Regions from separate parts of the Zea mays genome. Here region 1 is linked to region 2. The links are chromatin contacts, called in public Hi-C maps. All regions are on one chromosome and are shown on one strand. The core of a region is the stretch at or near the end of the contact, and the rest is flanking DNA. Distances in the headings are between cores, read along the strand shown. Region 1 holds the start of LOC103650547 (protein MODIFIER OF SNC1 1). Region 2 holds the start of LOC100381433 (Boron transporter 1).

Region 1 (6,450 bases), core at 2,218-4,717, 130 kb after region 2:
GTCCAGCTAGGAGCGTGAACATCCGGCTGTCTCCCTGACCGTGGGGGGAGAGAATTTCCGTGATTCTCAACGATAAACCACTCCAAGCGCCATCCTTTAATGCTTTCCTTGAGGGGGATGTCGAGATAATCAGTCTTCCTTCCGCGGCGCATCTCCAAGCTCGCACCCCCACCAGGTGGTGCTGTCCTCCGGCCATACCAGGGCGGCAATGATACAAATATTTCCACAGTCCAAAGTGTGGCAGGATGCCAAGAAAAGCCTCACATAAATGAACAAAGATGGAGATTTGCAGAATAGAATTGGGGTTCAGATGGGTCAGATTCAAGTGATAGAAATCAAGAAGACCGCGGAAAAAGGGGGAAATCGGAAGAGCAAGACCGCAGAGAAGAAAAGGAACATAAACAACGGATTCGTAGGTGTCCTCTGTTGGAACAGTGACCCCGTGGCAAATCCGCCAAGAACAGAGCTCCTTCGGAGGCAGAACTCCGATGGACACGAGATGGAGAAGATCAGACTCAGAAACAACAGACATATGGTTACCTGCGAAAGGCAACTGGCTGTTGGGATCGATGGGGGGAATGACAGCAACAGATGAACTTGATGCTTTCCGCTTGGGCGCCATCTCAATCTTGCTGGCAAGCGGAGCGAAAGCAGTATCGCACGGGCGCAAAGAAGGCTTGGATGCAGAAAAGCAAGAACTAGGGCACGGAAAGCAGAGGCACGCAACAATGCAGTACATATGGGGTTTTCCCAGGCCAGATACCGTTTCCAGAAAGCGCCCAGTCATCACCCGATGGTTATTTTTAAAATGCTGGCCTGCCATGTCATCACTCAGCTGCTATTCCTAAAAAAGCTGGCGTGCCATGTCATCACTCGGCCGTTATTTCCCAAACGGTCGACGCGGCCCGTTCTAACTCGGCTGTTACCTCTAAAACGCCGACATCACCATCAGTCACTCGGCTGTTACCTCTAAAACGCCGACGTCACAATCAGTCATTCGACCGTTACCTCTAAAACGCCGACGTTGCCGTCAATCACTCGGCTGTTACCTCTAAAACGCCGATATTGCCATTAGTCACTCGGCTGATTACCTCTAAAACACCAATGTCACATCCATCACTCGGCCGCTATCACTAAATCGATAAGGTAGCTCCAAAGGATTCGACCGTTACTTCTAAAACGCCGATATCATCAGCAACCGTTCGGTCGTTATCTCTAAAACGCCGACACGACCCACCGTAACTCGGCCGTCATTCTTAAAGCAACGACGGGATTTCGGATGACTCGGCCGCAACCACCAAAGCGCTATCATTACAAATAAGGCAATCAGAAATGTGATTCGATGATCACAAATACTCCTGTACCTAGGATCTTTGGGCCGATTATTTCAAAATCAACTCAAAGATCGGGGGCTTGTGGGGGACAGATATCCCCCGAGTCCACTGGAAGGATAAAAGACCTCACGAAAGGCCCAAGGACCCAATAAATCGTAAGGTCATCCCTTCGTGGGCCTGGGAAGGAACGACCAGTGAAGCAGATTGACGTAAGGCCGGATCGGTGCGAGCCCAAACGGCCCAATGACTTCGAGCAAGTAAGGACAACAGTGACCTGACCTTCCCGCGCTGGAACCCCGTACAACGGAACCAAGCGAGGATGGGTCGGCGGAACTATAGGAAGATAGACTCAATTGGTTCACTATCATTTAGGCGCATACTGTTATCATATCCGCATGTAATGCCCCACGGTCGAATATATAAGGCCTAGGGGACACCCCTTCAGAACGATCGAACTCACTACTCAGCCATCCACCTCAACTCTCTACGTTTCCCGCACTAGAGAGCTCCCTTGTAACCAATCACATAAAGCATTCTCGCCAGGATGTAGGGTATTACGCATCTCAAAGCGGCCCGAACCTGTAAACCATTGTTTACTATTTCTCGTGCACCCGGCACGAACCATTGAGCTACAGTCGGTAACACCGTCCTACTCCTAAAAAACACCTTGAGGGGCAACCCCGGGTGTGCGGTCGGACCCAAAACACCGACAGCCCTCTAGACTATAAAAAATCTATATTATGCAGCGGGGCATATTAATGCTTCGTAAATAAATGATGATGTGTATTGAAATTAGTTTTTTAAAAAATCTAAGAAGCTAGAAAATATACGTCGGTACAAATTAGCACTTCGCAGGTTGAAAAATAAGAACGACAGTCGTTGAATAACATAAATTCTGATTGCTCGACTATGCATGTCTGGAGGCTAGCGCAGTGATGCCCAGCTCCCTGGAATCCTGGAGGGTTGGATCGGTGAGATGGCGAACGACGATCGTGTGGAGGGTGTGGTCTCATAGACGCTCAGGGACATGAGCGTGACGACTGAGCAGTGGGCAACGCGTGCCACGTTGTCCGTGTGCGCCGGGCATCCATGTGCCCAGCCCTCCCGCCCTGTTGGCTACATATACTATTTTACTACTAGCATATAATCCGTGTTAACGCTACGTTCCTGTAAAGAGGAGAGGGGTGAACGATGACGGTGGTGACGCGAGGGGAGGGATTGATGGCGGTGGGGATGCGAGGAGGGGAGGGCTAAAGGATGATCAAATAATATTGTTCATTTGATTTGAGTGAGCAAAATATATGATGTTATTCAACGATCTGAACCGTTAATTTTGATGTTATGTTAAATATAGGTGCAATTTGTTTGATGGATTTCGTAAATATTATATGTGTGTGGATTATTTGGTTGGATGTGTTTTGTAAAGTGTAAACTGGTGTATTATATGGTGTTATAGATACTAAATATTGGACCCCTAATAGTTTTGGGCCCCCGGCCGTCGCCTCCCTCGCATAGGCTCAGGGCCGGCCCTGGACATACGAATAAGAGGTGTTGAAACAAATGAAAGAAAGAAGTAATGCATAGATAGGATTCACACATATGGACAAAGACAACAAAGTTTTAGAACGCGTTTCACAACTACATTTAAACAAGGTCTACTTTATTATATATAGATGTCGTCGCAACATACAAACACCTAGCTATAAAAAGGAAAAAGGATGAACGAGGATTTGTGCCATTACTATTTAGTTGTCAACGATATATCGTGTAAAATAAAAAGCTATACTGTAAGTTAAACTATTTTTAAAGTAAAGTTTAAATATAGAATAAAATAAAGGGAAATTTGGATCCATACCATTAAAAGATCACTACTTTGGATCCATACCATTACTATCTCACTTACATGTGGGTCCACATGAGTCAATGACATGTGGGGTCCATGGTATATATCTAAAGTTTGGATCTTTTAATGGTATAGATTCAATTGTTCCTAAAATAAAAGATAAGATAGTTGCTCAAAACGGTATTGGTAGCAAACTTGCAACGCAAGGAGTATTAAACTATCGCCTCTTTGATATCCTTGGGTCGCACGGAACGTCCAAATCATGGGGTTCGACGTGGCCAGCCAAATTCATTCACCCCCAAGCCGGACACCGGATCCTATGCTCCCTGAAGCCACACCATTTACAGATCTCCTCCGCTCCTGTTCCGCCACGTGGTTTCCTTTGACATCTGTGCCACGAGAGCACGGGCTTCCGTCCCCACGTCCACTCCCGCCACGCCACGCGTCCGTCCTCCCAGATCCTTCATTATCGCTCTCACGAGCGCCTCCCCAACCTTCCCTCTTCCCCTCCCCGCGTCGCCTCGTCATTCCGCCTCCAACTCTGACGAGCGGCCCCACCTGTCATTGTCTCCCCCGCCGCTCGCCGGACCGGCAGGGCGACGAGGACCCGTTTCCCCCTTCCTGCTCCGGCACCCCCATCGCGTCCTACGCTGCTGATCGAGCGAACCCCATCCCCCCTGATCGCTCCGTCCGTTCGACCGCCTAGGGTTTCGGCGTTCCCCTGCCTCCCCGCGCCTCCTTGGAGGCGGTCCCAGATACCTCGATCTCGCTCCGCAGTTGGTTCCGCTCGATTCAACACCGGGGAATTAGAGAGGTGGTTTCCGCGGGGGAGCTGCTTTGCGGGGAAGTGGGACCATGGCCTCGAGCCTGGTTACCACGGACAGGAGGTTCGTGATCTCCATCCCACGCTCCCAAACGATACAATTATTTTCCTATCTTTTCATTCGCAATTCTGGTCTGATCGTGTAGTGCATGTGCATTGATACGTGTGGCTTTTTTCTTAAAGAAATAGAAAAAGTATTTGTTTGGTGTGGGGGAGTGGGGGTGTCGGAGAGGTATAGATGCTAGCTTTTGGATGTTTGGGTTTGATACTGAGCTGCTGGCCAATCGGCTCAATAGAGCTACAGAGCTCAGCTGGTGTGGCACTTGTGTCATCATGTGAGGACCAAAGTGTTTTATTTGTGAGAATTATATGAAGGTTTTGTTGGTTTGGACATTGGATGTGTCCAGTAATCCAACTTGCGTGGACAACACCAGAGACTGTTAAATGATGCAGTGATTTATGATCTGTGCTGTGAGCTCGTCCTGGAAATTCTGGATTTCTGCTTACGATCTTGTGCAGATGGTCCTCCTCTCTTGATAGTTTGCTTACGTTTTTTTTCATATTTAAGTCACCCCTTCTGTTTTTTTGCTTAATTTTTCTGTGTCATCTATTTGTGATTTTATGGTGTGGTTAGTAAAAAGCTTGGATGCTCTATGCCTCTATTTGTACTAACCTCTGATCACAACTATAAGTTCTTCTAGGTTTGTCTTTGTCATGTCAAACTTTATTCTTATCTTTACCATCGGTTTAAATTTTTCAACAGAAGATTGAAACTAGCAGATTCATTGTGAAAACTACTTTAGAATATATAACTCTTCTCATTAGGATAATTATATATATATATATATATTAATATATTACCAGTAAAAATTGAAAAAAGGCTGTCTTACGACAGTCCTAAATGGACTTACATTTGTGATAAGAGGAAATAATATTTAAGTTGAGAATCCCAAATTTAATGTTTGTATAATAACATTGCTATTAATAGCACTTGCATTAAACATGAGGCCCTAAGGCCAATATATATACACCGACCCATGAAGGTAAATATGCACTAAATCCCTTAAACAATGGAAAAATACATGAAAACATAAATACACATCTAACATCCCCTCAAACTCAAGGTGGATCAATCACATTGAGTTTAGAGAGAGAATTGATGCTGATCTCTGGTCTATGCCTTGGTGAAGAAATCAGCCAACTGAAACTCAAGACACATATCAAAGACCAATGGCATCATCCTATGCTCATGTATAATAAGCATCAACACCAATATACTGAGTAAGCCCATGCTTCACCAGATCATGAGTAATATTAATAGCACTTGTACTGTCAGACAAAAGAGGAGTCGATATAGACACAGAAACACCAAAATCAACAAGCAACCACCATAGCCAAGTCACCTCTGCCATCGCAAGAGACATAACACGCAACTCAGCTTCTACGCTCGAATGGGAAACTGCTAGCTGCTGCTTAGTCTTCCACGCAATGAGGGAACCACCAAGAAAAACACAATAAGAAGAAAGTGCTCGACGATCCGAGGAATCACTAGCCCAAGTCGTATCACAATAGGCATGAAGCTGCAAGGAGCTAGAGCAAGGAAATAACGAACGACGAGAGATAGTTTCACGAAGATAACGTAGAACACGAAGATGATTGTATTGACTATTGAAGCTGAGCGGGGGCATAGACAAACCGACTCATGACTTAGAATATACACAGAGTACGAGATATCAAAACGAGTAACATCAAGGCATGGCTACCAACAATATGACGATAGCGAGTATGATCTGAAAGAGGCTCACTATCAGTGGCAAGTGGCATGAAGACAAACGTTGAGCTCCATGGGAGTTTCAACAGTGCGGTGATCAATAACGAAGCTTGATCAAGAAGCCCCTGAATGTATTTCTCCTGAGAGAGATAGAAGCCCTTTGGAGTAGAGGAAACCCCAATCCCAAGAAAATACCGAAGATGACCAAGATCAGACATACGAAACTGCTCACTAAGACACACCTTGACAAAGGCAATGCATTGAGAATCATCCCCTATAATAATCATGTCGTCAACATAAAGAAGAGTCCTACCTAGGGGTGGTAATGGATCACGATCCTAATATTTCTTCACAATTTGTTTGAGCCCTTAAATAATAATAGTTAAAAAATGAATAGAAATAGAGCCTGATCCTTATCCGATCCTTAAATTTTATAGTGTAAAATTTAGTGCCCATTACCACCACTAGTCCTACCATGAGATGATGCGTGCACAAACAAAGCATGGTCATGAGTACTGGCAGAAAAACCAACAGGAGTGATCACAGAAGCAAAACGTTGAAAAAGCCTGAGGAGCTTGCTTGAGACCATAAGGGTTGATTTGGTGACCAGGGGATCCTGGGAGGATTGGAGGGGATTGAGGGGGAAATAAACTAATTTCCCCCTCAATCCCCTCTAATC
Region 2 (6,544 bases), core at 891-3,390:
CACCTTGTACAAGCACCGTATTATTAGGGAGAAAAAAGATTAATAATTCATGTGCACATCACACTGATGGCAACTTGAGGCTGATCATGTAGCAGATAACAGGTGGATCATCTTACTAGTATGATATAATAGCCTCTACTTTATTTTGTTTCAGCCTGGATACTACTATCTCCATGCATGCATGTGGAAGGAACTTGCACTAAATTTGCAGTTTACATTAACTGCAGCAGGTGTGGTAAAGAATGTTTAGGGTTTAGAACATTGGTGGTCAATCCTAGAGATGTCATCCACCATTTGGAGGTACTCCCTCTGTAAGAAAAAAAAATATAATACGGTGCCATTTAAAGTGGTTTACGTTTGGCTAAATTTCTAATGAATTGTATTCATATTTATGGCTCTGAATCAACTATGAAAATGTATTTTACAATTAATCTAATACTCTATCTATACTATACTTAAAGCACCAGTTTCAACGGTCGTCGCGCGTCATCTTTTTACAAATAACCCCTCACAGCTATTTTAAATTAATCCGTTGCACGCCTATAAATGGCCAAACGGCGGCCCGGCACGGGCCAGACGCGCGCGGGCCACAACTCTGGCCCAGGCACGTCATGCCGGCCTGCTGACTGTTCCGAGCCAGCCCGTTAGTCCGTCGGCCCATTTGATTAAATTAGCGTAAAAATGTTAAAATATAGTGCAGGAGATGGGATTCAAACTCATGCCCTAATGAAAGAAGGGTAGGAGACACTAGGTAAAGTTATCTAACCAATAGAATATCATGCTCAAATGTTTTTAATATTGAATATAAATTATATATATCTATATACGTTTTTTGTAAAATAAAAATATATAATCGTGTCGAGCCGGACCAGCACTACGGGCCGAGGCTACAGCCCAAGCACGGCACGACGTTCTTGGCTCTTGCAAGCATTAGGTCGTTTCTGAGACCACATTGACGCAATGGACTTCATGGTGTTTGATGTTGCTGAATTGGATGGAGCAACAATAATTTGTCACAATAACAGTAAAATGAAAGGTTATTTATTGGTTTTAAATGTTAGTAATTGCTACAAAGTAGCATAATTTATATGGAGCGCATCCAGTTTTTATTGATGCCTGACTTTAGCAAACACTTCATATTTTGATCTATCTTTTTATAAGTTTGAGTTTATGTGACTTATTTTAGAAACTTGAGCTCACAAACTTTCTCTTATTTGGTCTCTGTATTGTGGAATTATGTCATTTTACAATCTTTGTTTGTTCAGTCAGTCGTTGTGAACTTTCTTCTAATCGCTCACTTCATTGACCGTGTTGTACCAAGACATATTGGATGGAGTAAATAATAACATCGGTTAGCTAAATCAAAAAATATTATATGGAGAGCGGATACGATCAATAAAAAATCTTAAATTTTTTTGTTGATAAGATATATAGGTATTGTTATAAGCCGTCGCAACGCACGGGCAACCGACTAGTCTGTGTTAAAATATTAGTCGTCGTAGCAGTTAAATTTTATTATGTATATGTTCAACCAGATGTCAATAAATCTAGATATATATATAAAACACATATATTAAATATGGTATAAATCTATCAAAATACTAAAATAACTAATATTTAGTAATATTTATTTGGTAATAGCGAAGCTCGTTGGGTCCTTCTCTTCCCCTGGACAGCAGACAGCTGAGCCAGAGCTGCCCTGGCATTCTGGCCCTGCCTTGCCATCCGAGTGAACAAAACCAAAAAATTATTATTTGTCCTCTTGCTGACCACCCCCCCCCCCCCCCCCCCCCCCCCTCCCCCGGTTTTCCTTTTCCTTCTGAACTTAACAATACAGTGGTAGATAAAATAAAATTAGCTCCGACACTTGCTGCAGCAGTTACATGATCACAAAGCCCACCAGTGACACACCCCACTGGAGCCCTCTTGTGCTTTTGCTTTGCGTGCGCAGAGCTCAGCATTCAGCAAGACTCGCTGCAACAGTTCTCGAGCAATGCATTTTTTTTCCTCAGATAACTTTTTTGCTTTAAATTTTTTTCTACCAAGATTTCTCTTTGTGAATTGACAGTGGTGTGCCCCTCCCCTGCCACTTCCTATATATCTGCCCTCTATCGCAACTCCGTTGCTCTGTAGCGGTTACCTCCCTTTCGCTCTACTGCTCTCTCTCTCTCTCTGGACCTTGCCGTTCTCTCCCTCGTCGGCAATCAGCCCGCTTCCTGTGCTCTCTATGCTCCCCTTCCGTTCGTAGCCTCGGCCTTCGTCTCCCTCCATGGACCCGCGCTAAATGCATCGCGAGATTCCAAACCGGTAGCGTTTCTTCCTGCTCCATCCGCCGCAAGATGTAAGCAAGGGCCTCACTTCACACCCGGAGTGGGAGACCATCCAGAATACATCCTCAGATCTTCTTGTGTCTGAGAAAAAAGCGACGCCCTTCAATGGAGGAGAGCTTCGTGCCCTTGCGGGGCATCAAGAACGACCTCCACGGGAGGCTCGCCTGCTACAAGCAGGACTGGGCCGGAGGGTTCCGTGCCGGTATCAGGTAAGGCTAATCTAATCTTTGCTCGCAACAATCTTGCATTGTGCTGTTTAGGATTACAAGTTCGGTATCACCACTATGGCGCCAAAACCTTGAAACTGGCTGCGATGTCCTTCTGTTGCTGTTCTCAAGTTTGTTTGTTCTTGCCTGCCCCCAAGATCTTGAATGAAAAGGAGTGCTTTTTTGGGAGTGTTTCAGGATCCTGGCGCCGACGACCTACATATTCTTCGCGTCCGCGATACCGGTCATATCGTTCGGGGAGCAATTGGAGAGGAACACTGGTAAATAAAACAGGGGGATTCAAAACTTGTACTTGGTGGCGTTAGTTTCAGTCAGTACAGTGGGTGAGCAGAGGAGCTTATTTTGTGAGCAGATGGAGTCCTCACGGCAGTGCAGACGTTGGCATCCACTGCGCTGTGCGGCGTAATCCACTCCATCGTGGGAGGGCAGCCGCTGCTGATCCTGGGAGTCGCCGAACCGACGGTGCTCATGTACACATTCATGTTCAGCTTCGCCAAGGACAGGCCCGACCTCGGGCGGAGTCTGTTCCTGGCCTGGACCGGTTGGTAGGTCATCCTTGCTGTGTGTGCTGGCTGAGAATTCTATTGCAGATTTGGACGTTGTTTCAGCTGATCCTTGCCGTGTGTCATGTACGCGTGCAGGGTTTGCGTGTGGACTGCCATCCTACTCTTCTTGCTGGCCATACTAGGCGCGTGCTCCATCATCAACCGGTTCACCCGCGTCGCTGGCGAGCTGTTTGGGCTTCTGATCGCTATGCTCTTCATGCAGCAGGCTATCAAGGTTGGTGAAAGCTGCAGGGCTTTTCGGTTTCAAGCCATTTGCTGCTTAACCTTATGCTGATGCAGAAACTTTTTTAAGGCAAACTCCAGTTACCTTGCCTCTCCAGATTGCATAGTACTCCAGTCAGTCTGAATGCAACTAACTAGTGGAGAATCGAGTAGGTTGGTCAAAGGCATGTGCAAGTGCTGAAAAGCACATGGAAGCCAATGGAGATGTGAAGGTGTCTCCAGCTTCTGCTTTTGTGCCATTGGTCACTACTGCAACCAAATATTTCAGTGTTCTCGGTTTGGAACAGAAGTAGATAAAATTAAGAATGCTTCTTTATAAAATAAATGGTGTTTTTCTGGAAAAAATGTTCCTTAGAAATATTTTAAAAATGTCATAAATTCATATGTACCAAAGTAATTTGCAAGTTGACTTCTCTGTGGCCATCTGGATGTGTAAGCTCACCAGTCTGTGATGGGCACAGGGACTTATCGATGAGTTCCGCATTCCTGAGAGGGAAGACCGAAAGGCGCTAGAGTTTGTTCCATCATGGCGGTTTGCCAACGGAATGTTTGCAATTGTGTTGTCGTTTGGCCTTTTACTCACTGCCCTGAGGAGCAGGAAGGCACGGTCATGGCGCTATGGAGCAGGTATGCATCTGAAAACTGAACCTGTCCTGCAGATGCTATGAGAACTATATATAACTCTCTCCCTTGATCCTTTGTGTTGCTTATGACTGTGAAAGTGTGAAGCACCTCACTTAGTCCAATACCAAATTTCTGATGATAATACTCTTATACCTAGGTTGGCTGCGTGGCTTCATCGCTGACTATGGTGTTCCACTGATGGTGCTAGTTTGGACTGGAGTGTCTTACATACCATATGGAAATGTACCAAAAGCAATTCCGCGACGCCTTTTCAGTCCTAATCCATGGTCCCCTGGTGCATACGATAACTGGACAGTCATCAAGGTACTCAAACATTCACAGAAGGATTCTAAAATATTGTTTTTATTGATGTGAAACATCGTTGCTTATCGATTATTTTTTTCGACATAAACCAAATGAGCAGGATATGACACAAGTTCCACTCCTCTACATCATTGGTGCCTTCATACCAGCAACAATGATTGCTGTTCTCTACTACTTCGATCATAGCGTTGCATCTCAGCTTGCTCAGCAGAAAGAGTTCAATTTGAGGAAACCTCCATCCTTCCACTATGATTTGCTTCTCTTAGGCTTCCTGGTATGCCCAGATGTGCATAATTCTAATTCTTGAGTACTAAGTTTTGGTGTTTTCTATACATTTCAATAACATCAGTGTTTGAACAATAGACGTTAATGTGTGGCCTTATTGGTATCCCTCCATCAAATGGTGTCATTCCACAATCACCCATGCACACGAAGAGTTTGGCTACTCTCAAGCATCAGGTGAGTTATGGAAGTTTTTAAATAGTACTTCAGAATACCATCTGGATATCTGATTTCTCACTCAAATGGCAAGCATTTCTGTTCAGCTGCTTCGTAACCGGCTAGTAGCCACTGCACGAAAGAGCATGAGCCAGAATGCGAGCTTGAGCCAACTGTATGGCAGCATGCAGGATGCTTATCAGCAGATGCAGACACCACTGGTTTATCAGCAACAGTCTGTCAGAAGAGTATGTGTTCTATTGCCCAAAACTTAGTAGTTCATATCTATTCAGATGATTTGGTTATATGACATTTTTCTACACCTTTTCAAAAAAAAAATACAGGGCTTAAATGAGCTCAAGGACTCAACAGTCCAGCTAGCTTCGAGTATGGGTAACATTGATGCACCAGTTGATGAGACAGTCTTTGACATAGAGAAAGAAATTGATGATCTGCTTCCCATTGAGGTCAAGGAGCAGCGCTTGAGCAACTTGCTACAGGCTTCCATGGTGGGTGGTTGTGTCGCTGCTATGCCACTACTCAAGAAGATCCCTACATCTGTCCTCTGGGGCTATTTTGCCTTCATGGCCATTGAGAGCTTGCCTGGTAACCAGTTTTGGGAAAGGATCTTGCTGCTCTTCACTGCTCCCAGCAGAAGATACAAGTATGTTTAATTTGTCTCAAAATATTACTCTTTGGCACCTCTGCTTCTGTTTTTTTTTTTGGCAAATCCACAAACTGCACAAAAAACATGATCCGATGGATGCAAGGAAGAATATATTATGCTAAATACTGTTAATGTAGCTGCTTCGGGAGACTGAAATTATTATTATACTGTACTGTAAATATTTCCCAGGGTGCTTGAAGAGTACCACACCACGTTCGTCGAGACAGTGCCATTCAAGACGATAGCCATGTTCACAATGTTCCAGACAGCGTACCTGTTGGTCTGCTTTGGAATCACATGGATTCCAATAGCTGGAGTTCTTTTCCCCCTCATGATCATGCTCCTGGTTCCAGTCAGGCAGTACATCCTCCCCAAGCTCTTCAAAGGTGCGCATCTAACTGACCTAGATGCAGCTGAATATGAGGAATCGCCGGCTATACCATTCAGCCTTGCTGCGGTAAGTTCAGAAAGACACCATCTATCCTGAAAAATACACGAGTCTTGCTCATCGACATAGTATTTTGTACTAGAACATTCTTAGTCATGTTGCATTTCCCTGAAACTCAAATCTCATGTATTTCAGCAAGACATCGATGTTGCATTCGGAAACACCCAGAGTGCAGAAATCCTAGACAACATGGTCACAAGAAGCCGGGGTGAGATCAAACGCATCAACAGCCCGAAGATCACCAGCTCAGGTGGCACGCCTGTGGCAGAACTGAAAGGCATCCGCAGCCCATCCATTTCTGAAAAAGCATACAGCCCTCGTGTCATTGAGCTCTGGCATGAGCGCAGCCCTAGGACGCCGTCCATGCTGGGTGAAGGCTCAACACCAAAGTGAATGAAAGCAACGATACATTGCTTAAGCTATTCAACCACTGGTCATCAGTTATATGAGTGGTTTTAAAGTGGTTTCAGTGTTAGTATCCTTATATGAAGATGTCCTCTGATGAGATTACTACTTATGTGTATCTCCAGTCTCTCTTTTTTTTGTTCTCCTGATTAAAGGAGTGATATACCTGTAATCTCTGAACTAGCAGAATATTAGAGTGGCTACTTGAAAAATCATGTCACTAGCATATTATCATTCTTTAATTGTCTATAATCATTGATACTATATTACTATGTACATGAAATTGGTGGAAA

The links. A called contact is a pair of places that touch in the nucleus more often than the background predicts.
Region 1: a contact with region 2 is called in a Hi-C map of leaf, with 6 times the contacts expected there. The contact joins the promoter of LOC103650547 here to the promoter of LOC100381433 in region 2. A contact is called at or near these places in 13 of 25 Hi-C or Micro-C datasets (bundle sheath, ear, endosperm and 4 more).

What each region holds. Positions count from the first base shown.
Region 1 is chr3:129,740,168-129,746,617 of Zm-B73-REFERENCE-NAM-5.0, forward strand. LOC103650547 (protein MODIFIER OF SNC1 1) reads left to right here and starts at 3,468. Exons shown (of 9, transcript XM_008676125.4): 1 at 3,468-4,064. The coding sequence starts at 4,033.
Region 2 is chr3:129,611,440-129,617,983 of Zm-B73-REFERENCE-NAM-5.0, forward strand. LOC100381433 (Boron transporter 1) reads left to right here and starts at 2,141. Exons shown (of 12, transcript NM_001174274.1): 1 at 2,141-2,539; 2 at 2,735-2,817; 3 at 2,910-3,102; 4 at 3,199-3,337; 5 at 3,807-3,972; 6 at 4,127-4,293; 7 at 4,394-4,567; 8 at 4,657-4,752; 9 at 4,839-4,979; 10 at 5,076-5,395; 11 at 5,588-5,855; 12 at 5,982-6,458. The coding sequence starts at 2,436. The coding sequence ends at 6,239.